Linked DNA regions of Pan troglodytes: region 2 is linked to region 1. A link is a contact called in public Hi-C data. All regions are on one chromosome and are shown on one strand. The core of a region is the stretch at or near the end of the contact, and the rest is flanking DNA. Distances in the headings are between cores, read along the strand shown.

Region 1 (3,473 bases), core at 443-2,942:
CTTCCTCCTGGTGAATGCACTCACCTATTGTTTTATTTATAGGCAGGACAGTGGCTCCCTGATGCATAAATGAGGGAAGAGACCCAGAGAGGGAAGAAGACCACCACTGTCTAAGCACCTAAATGTGCCTGAGGCATTACACCCAGTTCTTCTCCGCAAAAGCCCAAGAGGGAGGTATTATCCTCCCCACTGCATAAATGTGGACATTGAGGCTCAGAGAGGGGCTGTGACTTGTCCAAGGCCACACAGCAAGGAACTGGCTGAGGCTGAAGGTAAAACCAGGTCTTTCTGATTCTGGAGTCTGGGATTTATAACAAACATTTGCAATGTGGGGTCGACAGATCAGTCCCCCAGGGCTGTTTCACGGACTAGATAGGGTAATAGGGGTGACGGTGTCTTGCATGGTGACAGGCACACAGTGCTCAGGGACTGGGAGCAGAAGTGGAATCTTGCCCACCCTCACCCAATTTTACAGAGAATAGAGGAGCCCAGGGAGGGCTGTGATGTACCCAAGGTCATGGCAAGCGGTCGGCAGAGCCCAGGTTCCCTGCCCCTGGGCCCCCTGCCTTCCCTTGCCCACCCTTTCCAGTTAAGGGCAGGGGCCATCCCTCCAGGGCCTTTCCCTCCCCAGAGGGTGGAAACTTCCAGAGTCCCTCCAACCTGACAGGAGAGTGACCAAGAGCAGGAATTTTCACCCTGGCACACACACCTGGAGCCTGGAGCTGAACGCTAGAATCCCAGGCTTTGCCACCCCAGAAGGCCCCTCCTGACCCTTTCAGAGCCTCCCAGCCTTCTCCCCAGGACCTTCACCAGCACCTTGCCCCTCTCCCAGTGGAGAGGGGGTGCCCCAGAGGCTCTGGTGCTCTTAGAGGGGACTGCAAGTTGGCAAGGCCAGGGGCATGAAGCACAGTGTTTTATGATTTTATTTTATCCTAGATAAGGTTGAAGAAGACACCCAGTCATAGAATGAGCCCTGCCTCCTGACAGCAGCCGGTTCAGAGCAAAGGCCTGCTTCTTAAACCCTCGCCAAGCCACCGAGCACTGGCCCAAATCCAGTAACAAGTCCTTTCTAATACCTCTTTCAGAGACTCCCCCTGGTTCGCTGTGGTGTTCATTCCCCCTTACTGCAAGGAGAAACCCAGCTTGTTAACCACAGGTGAGGTGTGCTCCCTGTGGTCTTTGGCTGCAGGGCATTGACAAGATAGGTCCCATCAAACACCCCCATCACTTCCAAGATTCCAAGATACGCGCACTTCATCTGTCATTTGCACATGAGAAAGCTGAGGGCTACAGAGGCAACCAGACTTGTCAAAGGTCACAGAGTAGGTAAAGTAACATTGTATCATCCAAATGAGGTATCTTTGAGAGTGAAAGGGGCCTCCTAATAACTTAGCAGAGGCAGTCGGTGTCAACCGGGACCTTCCTGGGCAGATCAGGTGTGTGGTCTCCCCATCATGCAGCAAGAGCCAGGGAGACCAAGCCTGGGTCTCACCATCTCACTCCACTACCCCAAGCCCCCTGCAGATGCTAACTCTAGAACAGGGTTACCATCTTCCTGCTGGCAGGCCCAGCAACCAGAGGCTCTTGTTTAAGTCTAAAGCCACTGCGGTGGTGGTTCAGGGGTGTGGGGAATCACTCCTGAGATTCAGCACCACACAGCACACCCCATGGTCATGCCACTGCAGTGAGGGCTTACTTCCGGAAGAGGGCCTGTGGTGCCTGTCAGGCGTAAGGCCTCACGTATCCTGCCCCGAGGGAAGGGGTGGTTTTAAAGAAAAGAATTTGCAGGTGAATGAAGATGACCCCTTTAAATGTTGAAAGTAGTTTTATTTTAGCCCTTAGTGCTGACGCTGTTTCAACGTGGGTTGTAGGCTGCCCTGCCTTAGGCAACAGAGCACAGGAGCATGCTACCCCTCACCTCATCCGAAGACTCAGCTGTGACCAGGAACTCCTGTCCTGAGTCATGACAGCAGAGAGGGTGTACCCTGTGGCATCCTTCACTGCAGAGGCAGAAATGACCCAGAAAGAAAAGGAAGTGTGTTCCCAGGGCCATGACCTTGTAACCCAGCACACAGGGGCATCTCCTTCCCTAGGCCAGGACCCTCGGCCTCAACCCGAAGCCCTCCCCTAGGCCGGGAACCCCAGCCTCAACCCAGAACCCCATAGCCCAGGTGAAGGTCTCCGACTCCCAGGTGGCCCAGGGTACAGGCTCTGAGGGCGTGGTCCTGGTTTGAGGTAGTGTTACTGCCATTTTCTCTGCAGCTGCCAGGATCCTGGGCTGGGGCACAGGCAAGCGTTGCAGGGATCAGCGTAACAATAGCTTCACCCTGAGATGGTTCAATAGGGTACAGTGATGTCTTCAGGGGCTGCAAAGACCGCTTGAGCTATTTCCCCGCCATACTCAACTGCCCCAAACAGCTGGGAGGCTGTCACTCTTCTGCCTCTGGTGTGTCCATTTTTTACTTCTCTGTTCCCACCTCAGCTTCTGCTCTGCACTCACAGAAATCAAGCTCACTAGATTGTGAGCCCTCTGAAGGCAAGGACGGTGTCAGTAGTTCATGTCTCTTTACCCCTAGAGATCACAGCTCAATATCTGGCATATAGTAGATGCTCACTAAATGCCATCCAATTCCAATTGTTTTGTTTTGAGGCAGGGTCTCACTCTGTCACCCAGGCCGGAGTGCAGCGGTGCGATCTCGGCTCACTGCAACTTCCATCTCCTGTGCTTAAGCAATCCTCCAGCTCAGCCTCCCAAGTAGCTGAGACTACAGGCGTGCACCACCATGCCCAGCTAATTTTTGTAGTTTTAGTAGAGATAGGGTTTCGCTATGTTGCCCAGGCTGCTCTCCAACTCCTGGCCTCAAGTGATCCACCCACCTTAGCCTCCCAAAATGCTCAGATTACAGGCATGAGCCACCGCACCTGGCTAGCCAACTGATTCAAACCGAAGTAGGCCAGGAAGATGAATTTCACCTACAATTCCAAGTCAAAGCAAATGTATTCCAGAGGCAGGGGTGGGGGTGGTGTTCCTCCGGGGGCTTTTTGCCTGCTTTGTGAATACATACAGGCCATTTAGAAGTTTGAATGCTGGGAAATAAGAGGGCTGTGAGTCTAAAAGTTGGGAACGTGGGGGAGAGTGATTTTATCTGCAACAGGTTCCTGGGTCCTGGTGAGTTCTGTACACCCTTGATGACCACCGATTCTGGGCCAGGCCAAAGGCCCATCTGGGCACAGGCGATCTCAAGGTGAGTAAAGTCAAGATGCAGCCCTTCAACGGGAGGCAGGCAGCCATGCCACGCTGACAAATATACAGGTCCCAAAGGCAGCGCAGAGAAGCAAGACCGCCTGATTCCAGGAGGCAGCGACATCAGGAAAACCTTTCCAAGGGAGGTCATCTGTGTAGGGGTTTGAAGGGTGAGCACGAATTTGCCAAGCTGAAAAGGGAGCCAAGGGCATCCTGGTGGAGAACAGCT
Region 2 (3,473 bases), core at 470-2,969, 61 kb after region 1:
GTTGCAGGAAAGGGGTCCCAATCCAGGCCCCAAGAAAGGGTTCTTGGATCTCATGCAAGAATGAATTTGGACGAGTCCATACAGTAAAGTGAAAGCAAATTTATTAAGAAAGTAAAGGAATAAAGAATGGCTACTCCACTGACAGAGCAGCCCACCAAGGGCTGCTGGTTACCCATTTTTATAGTTATTTCTTGATGAAATGCTAAACAAAGGGTGGATTATTCATGCCTTCCCTTTTTAGACCATATAGGGTAACTTCCTGACGTTACCGTGGCATTTGTAAACTGTCACGGCGCTGGTGGGAGTGTAGCGGTGAGGACGACCAGAGGTCACTCTCATGGCCATCTTGGTTTTAGTGGGTTTTGGCCGGCTTCTTTACTGCAACCTGTTGTATCAGCAAGGTCTTTATTACCTGTATCTTGTGCCGACCTCTTATCTCATCCTGTGACTTAGAATGCCTAACCATCTGGGAATGCAGGCCAGTAGGTTTTAGCCTAATTTTACCCAGCTCCTATTCAAGATGGAGTTGCTCTGGTTCAAATGCTTCTGACAGTACTGCTTCTGTTTGCTCTTACTTCTCCCACGAACTCTATGATTTTTTTTCTCACATGTGTCTTAACTCAGGACAAGAGAGGAATGATTATTATCCCCATTTCCCACTTGAAGAAAACTTGGTTCTGAGAGGTTAAATTGAAACCACCTTTGCAAAATTTTAACTGAGGAAATTATGACAGTGAAAGAAATCAGACCTAACCGACTCCATCTTGCTTCTAACCTTTAAGCTGTCCTTGTTCATTCCTGGGCGTAGGCCGAACTAACTTTGGGAAGGAATTCAGCTCATGGCTTGACTCTGAAACAAAATTGATAATAGCCCTTTCCCGAAAAGACCTCCTTCTCACCTGGGGACCAGTCTGCCCGTGCAGGACTAACAAATTAGCTATAAGATTAGAAATTACCGTTTAGGGAGTCATGCAGTCTCTGACTCCAACAGTCTGAACCTCCCCAAATTGCTCCTGGGGATAACATCACTATTGTAAAAGCTAAGACTAGTGCTTGAAATATTTTGCAGACCCTGCACTCGATGGATCAGCTGACACCACCCAGACTGGTAATCTGGCTCAACCAGTTCTGCCATCCCACCCAGGAACAGAAAACAGTAAGAAAAACTCACTTCGACCCCCTAGGATTCCATCTCCAATTTCACCAACCAGCACTCCCCACTTCCGAAGCCCCTACCTGCCAAATTATCTTTAAAAACTCTGATGCCGAAATGCTCAGGGAGACTGATTTGAGTAATAATAAAACTCCGGTCTCCCGCACAGCCGGCTCTGCATGAATTACTCTTTCTCCGCTGCAATTCCCCTGTCTTAATAAATCGGCTGTGTCTATGCAGCGGGCAAGGTGAATCCACTGGACGGTTGCAAAATGACTTGCCCGAGGTCTCACCGCTTGGTCAGAGTCCGGCACTATCAGGCGGCTGGCGGATGCCATGGGGTTGTTGAAGGAGGGCCTTTATTTATTCTTGGAATCCTACCCTGTTTCCCAGGCTGCGGGAGGGATAGTTGCAGCATGGTAGAATTGAAAACAGCACAGCCCTTGGGTCAGTTTCGTAACTTGTGAAGGCTAAGTCAGGGTTCTGTTTGTTCAGCAACACAGCAAGAATCCCAGCTTTGTCACAGAAGGATGGGAAAAAATACAAAAAGCCTATGAGCGCCACCTAGTGATGAGTTCCGCCATCACATGTCTAATTGAGGAGTTGCGGCAATGGAGGACATTGTGCTTCCCAGGCCCCGTGAGCCACAGGGGAAAAAATCCACGGCTGCGTCCTCAGGGCCAGGGGCTCAGCCCGCCAGGCTGTTCTCAGTCGCCCGCCTGCAGCTCAGAAGGCTCACAAACGATCGTTCATGGCCCGGGGCCGAGGCACCTGGCACTGTCAGGCACTCTCAGGCACGATGTGGTCAAGCTGCCTACTTGGTGGTTCCTGCCATGCCCTTCCTTCTCCCTCCTTCTTTCAGGGTCCAGAACTTCAGCTTTCACTCATTCCGCAGCCACTATGCCAGGCTCTGTGCTGAGCACTGGCCGTCTGGCCATCTGCCAAGGCTGATCCCAGGGGCAGCCATGTCCTGTGCTCCTGCGAGGGCCGCATCCCCCTCCCTGCTCCAGCTCCCTCCTCCCAGTTCCACGCGCCTAGCTATGACATTCACTTCCACCCCCGGGGATCCTCCTCGTCCTACACCCGGCCCCACCATTACCACGCCTAAATAACTTGTGCATCCCTCCCTTTCTCTCCCTCTTGCTCATTGTCCTAGTTCAAGCCACTAATATGTCTGCCCTGGACAGCTTCAAAGCCCCCCCCCACTCACAGGCCTGCACCAGCTCTCCACACCGTGATCAGAGTCAACCTTTTGGAAGGGAAATACGAGCAATGGAAATTTCCTTGTTGAAACACTCCAGGGCAAGTTTCCAACTCCAGGACATGACTAAAAGGGAGGAAAATAGGGAAAATGTACAAGATGGATATATAAAGGGAATATAAGAACTAATATATATGACCGGGCGTGGTGGCTCATGCCTGTAACTCCAGCACTTTGGGAGGCCCAAGCAGGCAGATCGCGAGGTCAGGAGTTCGAGACCAGCCTGGACAACATAGGGAAACCCCGTCTTTACTAAAAATACAAAAAATTAGCTGGGCGTGGTGGCGGGCACCTGTAACCCCAGCTACTCTGGAGGCTGAGGCAGGAGAATTGCTTGAACCTGGAAGGCAGAGGTTGCAGTGAGCCGAGATCATGCCATTGCACTCCAGCCCAGGTGACAGTGCGAGACTGCATCTCAAAAAAGAAAAAATGTAAAGAAGTTTTTTTTAATTTTTAAATCATAGTCTTACTATATTGCCCAGGCTGGTCTTGAACTCATGGCCTCAAAAATCCTCCCACCTCAACCTCCCAAAGTGCTAGGATTTCAGGTGTAAGCCACCACACCCAGTCATAAGGAAGCTATTTTTTTTAAGTGCCCCGTGTTTGGCACCCAGAAGATCTTTAATTCATAGCCACTAGAACTTTGCTCCTCAAGGTGTGTCTGGAGACCACAGTCTCGACCCCACCTCAGACCTCCTAAAGCAGGATCTGCTCCTGGGCCAGCATGTGCAGGGGAGCAGAGGGTGAGCTCCAAAAGAGCAGGCCCTGCCCTGTCACCTCAGTATCTGATATGGTTTGGCTGTGATCCCACCCATATCTCACCTTGAATTATAATAATCTTTACGTGTCAAGAGTGGGGACAGGTGGAGCTAACTGAATCATGGATGTGGTTTCCCCCATACTGTTCTCATGGTAGTGAATAAGTCTCATGAGATCCGGTGGTTTTATAAATGGGAGTTCCCCTGCACACGCTCTCTTGCCTGTCGCCATGTAAGTCATGCCTTTGCTTCTCCTTTGCCTTCCACCATGATTGTGAGGCCTTCCCAGCTATGTGGAACT

What was found. A called contact is a pair of places that touch in the nucleus more often than the background predicts.
Region 2: a contact with region 1 is called in a Hi-C map of induced pluripotent stem cells, with 2.0 times the contacts expected there. The contact joins two enhancer-like sites. A contact is called at or near these places in 5 of 7 Hi-C or Micro-C datasets (blood, induced pluripotent stem cells, a lymphoblastoid cell line and 1 more).

Annotation. Positions count from the first base shown.
Region 1 is chr1:175,963,564-175,967,036 of NHGRI_mPanTro3-v2.0_pri, forward strand. It overlaps BSND (barttin CLCNK type accessory subunit beta), which reads right to left. Exons shown (of 4, transcript XM_016919195.4): 4 at 1-3,473. Among named protein-coding and RNA genes, the nearest start is that of BSND, 15 kb to the right of the region's middle. Within about 2 kb of position 1,693, at least 1 of the 24 cell types and tissues checked has an H3K27ac peak or open chromatin away from gene starts, as enhancers often do. A contact at or near this core is called in induced pluripotent stem cells, where this site is marked.
Region 2 is chr1:176,024,077-176,027,549 of NHGRI_mPanTro3-v2.0_pri, forward strand. No RefSeq gene overlaps it. Among named protein-coding and RNA genes, the nearest start is that of TRNAK-CUU, 7.1 kb to the left of the region's middle. Within about 2 kb of position 1,720, at least 12 of the 24 cell types and tissues checked have an H3K27ac peak or open chromatin away from gene starts, as enhancers often do. A contact at or near this core is called in induced pluripotent stem cells, where this site is marked.